2 separate regions of the Drosophila melanogaster genome follow, and region 2 is linked to region 1. A link is a contact called in public Hi-C data. All regions are on one chromosome and are shown on one strand. The core of a region is the stretch at or near the end of the contact, and the rest is flanking DNA. Distances in the headings are between cores, read along the strand shown. Region 1 holds the start of AnxB11 (Annexin B11). Region 2 holds the start of SMC3 (Structural maintenance of chromosomes 3).

Region 1 (4,614 bases), core at 1,154-3,653:
TGAATCTCTGTGTGTCCGCCGCACACACACCAACACCGATACAGCCAGGGGCACACAGACGCAGCCAGGCACACTAATACCAAGGCAACAACGGCGGCGGCGGCGGCAACGACGGCGCGCTCATCGGGCTTTATGCTTTGTGCTGGTCATTCGCAGCTGCTCTCGCAATCGAGAAGTGGAGGATGAAAAGGAGAACGAGGAAACGGATGAGCCGCTGGAGGAAGAAGAGGAGCAAGCGGAGCAGGCTGTAGATTTTTGGAAAGGAAGCAGGATCAGTTCTAACCTCAAAGCGGGAAGGCAATGAAAGCAATGGAATCGAAGAAGGAGGAGTAGCAAAAGTGTAGAGTTCAAGTTTGATTATGAGCTAAAGATTGTGGTCGTGATTGGATTTCAGCCAGAATGGAGCTCCAATTCTACTCCTCCGTCTCCTCTTTCTCCTACACCCATTCTCTTCCACTCCCACTGCATCGTGACTTGGCAGTGGAAACATTGGAAACCCAAAACCTAGCCACACACCCATACCAAAGCAGATGAGGAGTAGGAGGCGGAGTTTGGCTGGTTTTCGGTTCGTTCGTTTTTTTTTTTTTTGTTTGCTTGGTTTTTCGTTTTTGGATGTGGCTGGCCATCATCTTTGGTTGCTTGCACAATCCCCCTTCGATGGGTCTTGAACTCCGGGGCCCAATGCCCACTGCCCAATGGTTACTCGGCATCATCCGTAACCTCACTTTTCCATTCTGTCCAGCGAACGGGTGTGGCCACCGCCTCATCCTTCCACTGACCATTTGGGATCTGTGTGTATAACTGTTAATGGTGTCCAACCACCAGAGCACCGGAGTGCCAGAGCACCCAAGAGAGCGTTCAGTGAGAGCGGCGGACTCGGACTCGGAATCGGAGACCCGGGATGACGACACCGACGGCAGCAATGGCGATGGCAACAGCCGGATTATGTATATACCCGCATCCGCATCCGCACCCGTGCCCATGCCCACACCCATACCCATACCCATAACCACTCACCTTGATGCCGACGCAGTTGTGGATCTTGGTGGACAGCGGCTCCTTGTCGGCCGCATAGCTATTGATGATCGAGATGCATTCGGTTTGTGGGGCGATGCACAGGCGACAGCAGTTTTGTCGCGCCGACCGTTCGCTGTTGCTGTTTCTCGCCGATGTTGCTGTTGCTGCTGTTGGAATGGCCGCTTCAGGGGATGTGGTTCCCGCTGACGCAGTGGCTACCGTCGTCGTTGTCGTTCCAGGCTGTGTCGCTGTGGCCTCCAATGCTACCGATGCTGTTGTTGTTGCGACGGCTGCTGCTACTGCTGCTGTTGTTGTTGTTGTCGCTGTTGCCGCCGCAGCGTCGCACATTTTGTCGCTTTTGTATTGGTCGCCCTCTCGCTCTCTTCTTTGCCGCTTGCTTCTACTTCTCGGTTGAATTTGTTTTTGGGTTTGGTTTTTTGCACGTTTTCACTTTTGTTTCGGTCTGCGTCCGTTCGCAATCGTTCCACACCATCCACATCCACTACTACAATATACTACTATGTGCTATATTATCCGCTCTCCGACGGAAACGACCACGCCGCTCGCGTTTCCCACTTTTCGCACATTGTTCGCACTGGTTCTTTTACTTATTTCGTTGCCATTGATCCTTTGCTGATTCGCAATTTGGAGTTTCGCTCTTGGGTTTCCTTTATCTTCGCCTATTTTTCCACTTCGCTTTTGTTTGGAGGAGTCGCACTGGAAAAAAAATGACCGCTACACTGGGACTGCGAATTGCCGTGGCGTATCTGCGACTGTAAACGGGAAAATGATTTCTGGCGAAAAAAGGTCGTTTTTGGCTAGAGATGGGCACGCCGGGCGAAGCCTGGACCTTACTATCGCTATCGCTTGTGGCAGACGCATGCGTGGTCACACTTACCACTGTACGGCGGTTTTTCTTAGCGGTCGCATACCCGGTCACTCTGGGAAATAACCATCAAAGAAGCCATTTTAATTCGATAAGTCGATCTCTTTGACTTTTTATATCGCGGCTATATAGAATTTCAAAATAAAAGTATGAAAAACTCCACATAAAGATTGTACAAAGATTCTCTATAAAGTGAATCATAAAATTTACTGCATTGAACGTACTTTAGCTTAAATTTCCGTTGATTTCTTATTGGGAAATTAGGTATGTTAAGAGATTTGAATTAAGCAACTACAAAAGTGAATTCTGAAAACTGATTTCCAAATTAAAGAAAATAATGTTTTAATATTGCAGTTACTTCGCAGTTATACCGGGAACATACGAAATTGTGAATGCACCGGCTACTCGATAGCCACCGATATTCCGATTGGAAAGGGCACAGCTATCGACTAGAATCGAGTAATCAAAGTAACAACAGGTTGTTGTCCCGCCCTGGCGGTAAGTCAGTTGATAAATTCACTTCGGCATTACAAAATACCCGCAGAGTGCCAACATCGCGTTTGCCGATACTTAAAGTAATTAAAAGCGTTATAATTGTGCCGTTCTTTATGGTGTATTTGTTTTCGCGCAACATGCGTGTTCTTATTGCTGTTTAACACGTTTCCCTGAAGTGTAGACTTGTGAAATCTTTACTTTAAGTCTCTGCTCCCAAATATTCTCCAAGACAGACGTATTTGTGTGCCTGTGTGTGTATCTGCCGAGAAGAAATACATATATCGTACGACTGGTGGCGGGGTAACCAGCGATAGAAACTTTCGTTTGATATCTTCAGATACAAAGATACAATTGTATCTCGAAATGCAACTACTCACACACACGCACGCACGCACACCGGCACTGACACGTGTTGATGTGCTGCACTTGTGTGCGTTTTACCCATCTGTTGATTGCGACCTTGCTAGTAAATAATTACCATCTAATAAATTATGATACAATAGGAATAGATGCGCCCACCTATGTATCTAATTATGTAGGGGCGTGCACATAAGGCCCATTTTTATGCCTAAATGCCAATCTTCTGACCTATCTATCTATCTCATGTGCGCTTTTAATAGGTTATACTTAAATGAAAGCGATCGAACTTATACTTTTCCCGGAATCCGGGACCATTTCAAAGAATTTCAAGATAAGCGCACTCAAAGTTGTAAGCGATTATTGTCTTATTTTTAGTGGTATTTACGCAAAGTTGTTCGAATTTACTGTGCCAAAATCATAAGTAAAGAAATATATAAAAAGTACAACAACTAATTGCAAAATGAAGCATCAAAATTGTATTTCGCAAATGTTCGAAATATCTTTTCGGCTCTATGTAACTATGAATCCAAAATTCACAGGAATTTTACTTCTGATCCATTTGTAAAAGCATGACTCAATTAGTATACATAGATACTTAGATACATAGATACTTATGTATGCGCACGGGTAGACTTTGTTGACGTGGGTTTGAGTGTAAGATGAATCATCTCGGAGTGAGCAAATGCGTTCTGTTGCCTTGAAAACGGCCCTTTCCGATGATAATGGACCGCAGAAATCGCTGCGGTGGAAATAAAGCCATTGTTCTGGTTATTTGCGCTGCGAGGTGCCATTGAAGTCTTTTCCAAAACGAATTTAACTTAATTTTTTGGTTAAAAATGTATAAAGAGTGGGACAGAACAGACCGTACATGCAGTTGTTTATGTTTATCAATTGAAAAGTTTTCAAGAAAGGCTTTGCAAATGACGAAACAATTGGAAAACAAACCCAAAGCCTTTGTGCAAATAGTTTAATATATTATATTCAGGCCTCACATTTGTTTCCATACCCATTAAGTCAGGAGGCGTCCCTCTGTCTGAAGCAAAAAATTATAAATTACAAGTAACACGCATGACCCGCAGCTATATTGCGCATATATAATATAAGGTAAAAGGGAAAACACAACGTTTATATATATGTATATATATGTATATATATATATATATATGTAGATATGAAGTACCTTGTGGGCCACAAATGGGTGTAGCATACATGTGTACATGTGGCGAAAGTCTACATTGGCGACATTTCAGTGGAACCATTATAAGGTCTCTTGGGACAGTTTACTATATCGCCGAAATTAATTATTTTATTTTAATGTTTTTGCATATTTCATATATCCATATCAGTTGATTTATTTTTTTGGGAAGTTCCCTCTCTAAGCAAAACCGGATGCCTTTATCCCATATATGACGCAAATTCATATTACTCTTAATTGCTTAAATTATAAGGCATACCCTGTAATAGTGTTCTTATCTAATAGCGCAATCCCCACTCCAATTTGATTGGTTTCCAATGTATGTATACTCAAATACAAGTTAGACCTATTTTATAACTTAAAGTTTGATTTGTACATTAGCACGTTTTGTTGCGTAGTGTAATCTAATGTTTCGGTTCAAAGTCGCTTGTACCTTCTATTTGAGCACCAATCTTTAACATGATGTTAGATCAGCTGATTAAACATTAAAACTATATGTACATTGTACTTGTGCATGTGTGTGAATATTTTCAATTTAACGAAACGCATAATTCCTATTTTGCTCTTTTCCAGTACTGAATCTCAATCACCGGAAATTATCCACAGAATCTCCATAGAACCTCCCTCAAAATGTATCCCTTCGTAAGTTTTGAATGCACAT
Region 2 (4,614 bases), core at 1,388-3,887, 170 kb before region 1:
TGAACTTTTTAACCATGATTCTAAACCAACCAGCTCAACTTACGAAAGATTTTTAATGTTTTAAACAAAAAGAAAAGGTTTTTCTCCGGAAACGTAGACTTTTATAAAGCGGCATGCGATGTTTTTTCCATTATCTGATTGGTATATAATCTATAAAATTTATATAAGGATAGTTTAGATAAGAACTGCACCTTAACGATAGCTGCAACCCAAGTAGACCACCAAGCAGAAAATTCAAGCAATCTGCATTGACTTCCCCCACCCACCGTACAGTGGGTCAATGGAAATCCGAACTGGCGCAGCCCTTGCCCACTCCCACTAATTGGCAATGTTTTGATGACTGACTGACTAACTGGTGGAACGTACAGTGGGCCGTAAAAGTCTGTGGTGCCCACCGTACTCGAACGATCGAATGGTGTAAACATTTTCGAGCCCATCTATGGTCCGAAAACCAAGAAGACAGAGAGCATTAATTTATGCGGGCCCGGTCAATTGAAATTCGTGTGGCTTAGTAACCTTCAGCAACTATTAGATAACTATATTACCCTCATACCAGTGGACACTTAACCAATGTATGTGTATGGGTGTGCATTTACCCACCTACCTATAAACATATAAATATATATATATATATACATACATACAGTCGTATGCCTTATCAAAGTGAACATTAATCAATTTACTTAATCGAATGAAAACGTTTACAATTGTGTAGTATTTTATGAGTACATAGGACAATTTCATGTTGGATTTCAGTTAATGATCAGTCGAATTAAGTGTGTAATGACTATATAAACCAAACATAAAGCATAATGCAAATCAAACGCCTCAATCACTTCGAATACATTGCCCTTGCACTTGAATTATCGTAATTTCTATTTAACTTTTCAAAACAGCATCTTTATAAAGCATCAATACAAATTATATCTAGTGAAAATATATAAAAAAAAATAAACCTTTAATAATAGAAATTATTAGAATTTTCACTTTTCTTGCCAACTTCTCACTCCGCCTTCACCTGGCCTCGTGTCCAACTACCAGTGATGTACTTCAGGTAATAGGCCCTCCAGTTAAGTCCGGTGAGGCAGTCAGTGTGCTAGATAAACTTGAGTTAGTCGATTTTGACGTTAGGTTCTTCATTTTTGCTAATTTGAAACTTGTGTCGGTTAGCTCAACGAGGGATTTTTGAGAAAACTATGGGTTAGCGAGTTGTTGGAATCGTGTTGTTCAGGGTAGAAAGTATTGACGGTGACGCACATGATCCATTTACGCCGGTAAACCAAGAGTTTTGCGCACCAGCCGTCGGGCGATGGCGTTGAACTCATCCCTCTGTTCGCGCCACATAATTGCTGCATCCACATTAGCGCCGCTCTCATCGTTGGGTTCTGTGGGCAAAAATGAACGACATCAGTTTGAACTTAAGGAATGAACAAGTGAAGTGAACTATCGGCATGATCAACCATATAATCTAGTGAACAAATGAACTTGGAAGTAGATACCCCCGTTGGAATTGCCCTTAAGACTTTATTGTGACTTTTTTCTTACCCGCCAGCATGCTGACCACACTAAGCAAAATCTTCTCCACGCTCTGGACAGGACTCCAGCGCTCCGCGGATAGCTCGTAGCCCATGGGATCGTCGCCGGGTGCGTGTAGTATTGATATGCAGACCCGCCCGTCGGCGAATATGTTGGGATGGAACATGTCACAAGTGAATTTCATTTTAGGCGGACTCAGAGGATAGTCGGTCGGAAAGATGAGCCGGGCAGGAAACACTCCGCCCTCGAAACAAGTGCCCTCAGGTCCGCTGCAAAGGGCAAAGTGCAATTAATGGGTTAATCTGTCCACATCTGTCCGATCCGTGTCGATCGTTCGGGGATCTTAACTCACGCAATCAGTGCCTCCCACTCGAAGAAGTTGTCCTCGCTGATGGGGCCGGCCACAATGCCCTCGGGCGGGTCAAGTGTTAACTCTGGAGATGATCGGAGCGGTGGTAAGGGAAAGCTGTTGCTGCCCTGTGGACTTTCGACTCACGTTTGTATTCCGCCATCAGGCGGCGCAGTGCGGACCCAGCCATCCTAAATGCGCTCGATGGTAATGATGATGGTTCAGTTCACGGGCTCCTTCTCCCCACTGTGACCACTTCCTTTGAGTTTCCTTCAGCTGCTTCTCCGTTTCCTGTCCACCTGCTCCTGCACCTGCTACACCCGAATGGGGTCCTTGCTTGTTTTGGCGGCAATCGCGAACTTTCCAGATCCTCGGGCACGGGTCAAAATACAGACACGTCGTAATATAATAAACACAAACGGTGTTCCGTGTTTATTTATATCGAATGAATCGAGTGGCTTTCTATAAAAATATATCTGTACTGAGTGAATTTAACAAGAGTAATCGATTCGATTCGATAACGTCGGCTATCGTTGTTTTAGTATTTCACACCTTCAAACTACCTTATTAAATTAATTATTTGTTTGCTTCTTAAACCATTATTGATGGACACTTTTAGTTGTAAAATTTAAAATTATTTTTTTGTTTTATATCATTTGAATTTTTGGTTCGATTGCAAGCCAGTGTTTTTCAAAGTTGGGATATCGATGACATCGATAGTGAAACGCAAACATCGATAAGTCGCTGCCCGAGTCGATATTATTTATGTATTTGTTGTAAAACAAAAAGAGCGCGATTTTGTGCAAAAAATCGCATATAATAAGATGCACATCAAGCAGGTGAGTGTTGAAATGACGGCCATGCTCCTGGCCACCCATTGGACACCGAAGATCTGAAATCCACCCGTTAATTCCAGATTATTATACAAGGCTTCAAGAGTTACAAGGACCAGACGGTGGTGGAACCATTCGACAAGCGCCATAACGTTGTTGTTGGACGTAATGGCTCCGGGAAGAGCAACTTCTTCTACGGTTAGTATCAGCTCCAGCCTGCCTGTTCAGCTAACCATATTTAATCGACCCTAATGCTATCCCATCCACTTTGCAGCCATCCAGTTTGTGCTAAGCGATGAGTTCACCCACTTGCGGCCGGAGCAGCGTCAGTCGCTTCTGCACGAGGGAACAGGTGCCCGCGTCATCTCCGCCTATGTGGAGATCATCTTCGACAACTCGGACAACCGAGTTCCAGTGAGTAGTCAAACCAAGTGACCCAGAAAACATAGTCTTTGCAAGAACTCTACTGCCTTGGAAGATGTAGTCAATGGTTGTAACATATCGCTCAAAATCCTCTAAAGCAACCCGCTCATAGCATCTTCTCATAATATTCAAACTTATAGGCAAACATTTCTAGCCACTTCATAACTGACGCTACGCTTATTTTGTAGATCGACAAAGAAGAGATCTTTCTGCGGCGCGTGATTGGCGCCAAAAAGGACCAGTACTTCCTCAACAAGAAGGTGGTGCCGCGCAATGAGGTGGTCAATCTGCTGGAATCGGCTGGTTTTTCCAGTTCAAATCCCTACTACATTGTCAAGCAGGGCAAAATCAATCAGATGGCAACTGCCGCCGATTCCTATCGTCTCAAGCTGCTACGCGAAGTCGCGGGAACGCGTGTTTACGACGAACGGAAGGAGGAGTCGTTAAATCTATTGCGCGAGACGGACAGCAAGGTGGAGAAAATCAGCGAGTACCTAAAGACCATCGAGGATCGGCTCCAGACGCTCGAAGAGGAGAAGGAAGAGCTAAAGGAGTACCAGAAGTGGGACAAGACGCGCCGCACGCTAGAGTATATACGCTACGAAACCGAGCTGAAGGACACCAAGAAGGCTCTCGACGAGCTCCAGCTGCAGCGCAAGTCGTCCTCGGACAAAAAGAAGATCTACAACATTGAGATTCAGAAGGCACAAGAGAAGATCAAGGATGTGCAAAAGAACCTTAAAGAGGCAAAGAAGAAAGTGCAGAGCACAAAGGAGGAGCGCTCCGTACTGATGACGGAGCAGCAACAGTTACTGCGCGAGAAAACGAAACTAGACCTAACCATTGTCGATCTAAATGACGAGGTTCAGGGCGACAACAAGTCCAAGGAGCGGGCTGACCAGGAGCTTAAGAACCTTAAGGTAACGATAGCCGAACGCGAAAAGGAACTGGACGACGTAAAGCCCAAATACGAGGCGATGAAGCGCAAGGAGGAAGACTGCTCCCGAGAGCTGCAGCTCAAGGAACAGAAGCGCAAGGAGCTTTACGCCAAGCAGGGTCGCGGTTCACAGTTCTCCTCTAGGGAGGATCGCGACAAATGGATCACCAACGAGCTGAAGTCAATTAGCAAACAGACGCGCGATAAAATCGCTCATCACGCAAAACTCGTGGAGGATCTGAAGAAGGACGCTACCTCCGAAAAGGATCTGGGTCAAAAGATCGAGGAGCACTCATCGGAACTGGAGCAGCTCCGACTGCAGATCGACGAGCACAACAAGAAGTACTACGAGCTTAAGAAGACCAAGGACCAGCATCAGTCCATGCGAAACGAGTTGTGGCGCAAGGAGACACAGATGACGCAGCAGCTGCAGACGCACAAGGAGGAGCTATCGCGGGCGGACCAGGCGCTGCGCAGCATGGCCGGCAAGCCGATCCTGAACGGTTGCGATTCTGTGCGCAAGGTTCTCGACAGCT

The links. A called contact is a pair of places that touch in the nucleus more often than the background predicts.
Region 2: a contact with region 1 is called in a Hi-C map of the Kc167 cell line, with 1.6 times the contacts expected there. The contact joins the promoter of SMC3 here to the promoter of AnxB11 in region 1. A contact is called at or near these places in 12 of 107 Hi-C or Micro-C datasets (the Clone 8 cell line, the Kc167 cell line, the S2 cell line and 6 more) and 2 of 6 datasets of contacts at active chromatin or transcription factors (both in the Kc167 cell line).

Annotation. Positions count from the first base shown.
Region 1 is chrX:16,420,031-16,424,644 of dm6, reverse strand. AnxB11 (Annexin B11) reads left to right here and starts at 2,403. Exons shown (of 8, transcript NM_001272689.1): 1 at 2,403-2,864; 2 at 4,527-4,595. The coding sequence starts at 4,584. It overlaps hang (hangover), which reads right to left and starts at 1,814. Exons shown (of 8, transcript NM_167521.3): 1 at 1,018-1,814. The coding sequence starts at 1,365.
Region 2 is chrX:16,591,462-16,596,075 of dm6, reverse strand. SMC3 (Structural maintenance of chromosomes 3) reads left to right here and starts at 2,637. Exons shown (of 5, transcript NM_078650.3): 1 at 2,637-2,724; 2 at 2,802-2,916; 3 at 2,993-3,132; 4 at 3,330-4,614. The coding sequence starts at 2,710. It overlaps Ubc7 (Ubiquitin conjugating enzyme 7), which reads right to left and starts at 2,399. Exons shown (of 4, transcript NM_001298405.1): 1 at 2,033-2,399; 2 at 1,889-1,970; 3 at 1,546-1,805; 4 at 209-1,385. The coding sequence starts at 2,075. The coding sequence ends at 1,267. It overlaps CG9784, which reads left to right. Exons shown (of 1, transcript NM_132907.3): 1 at 1-940.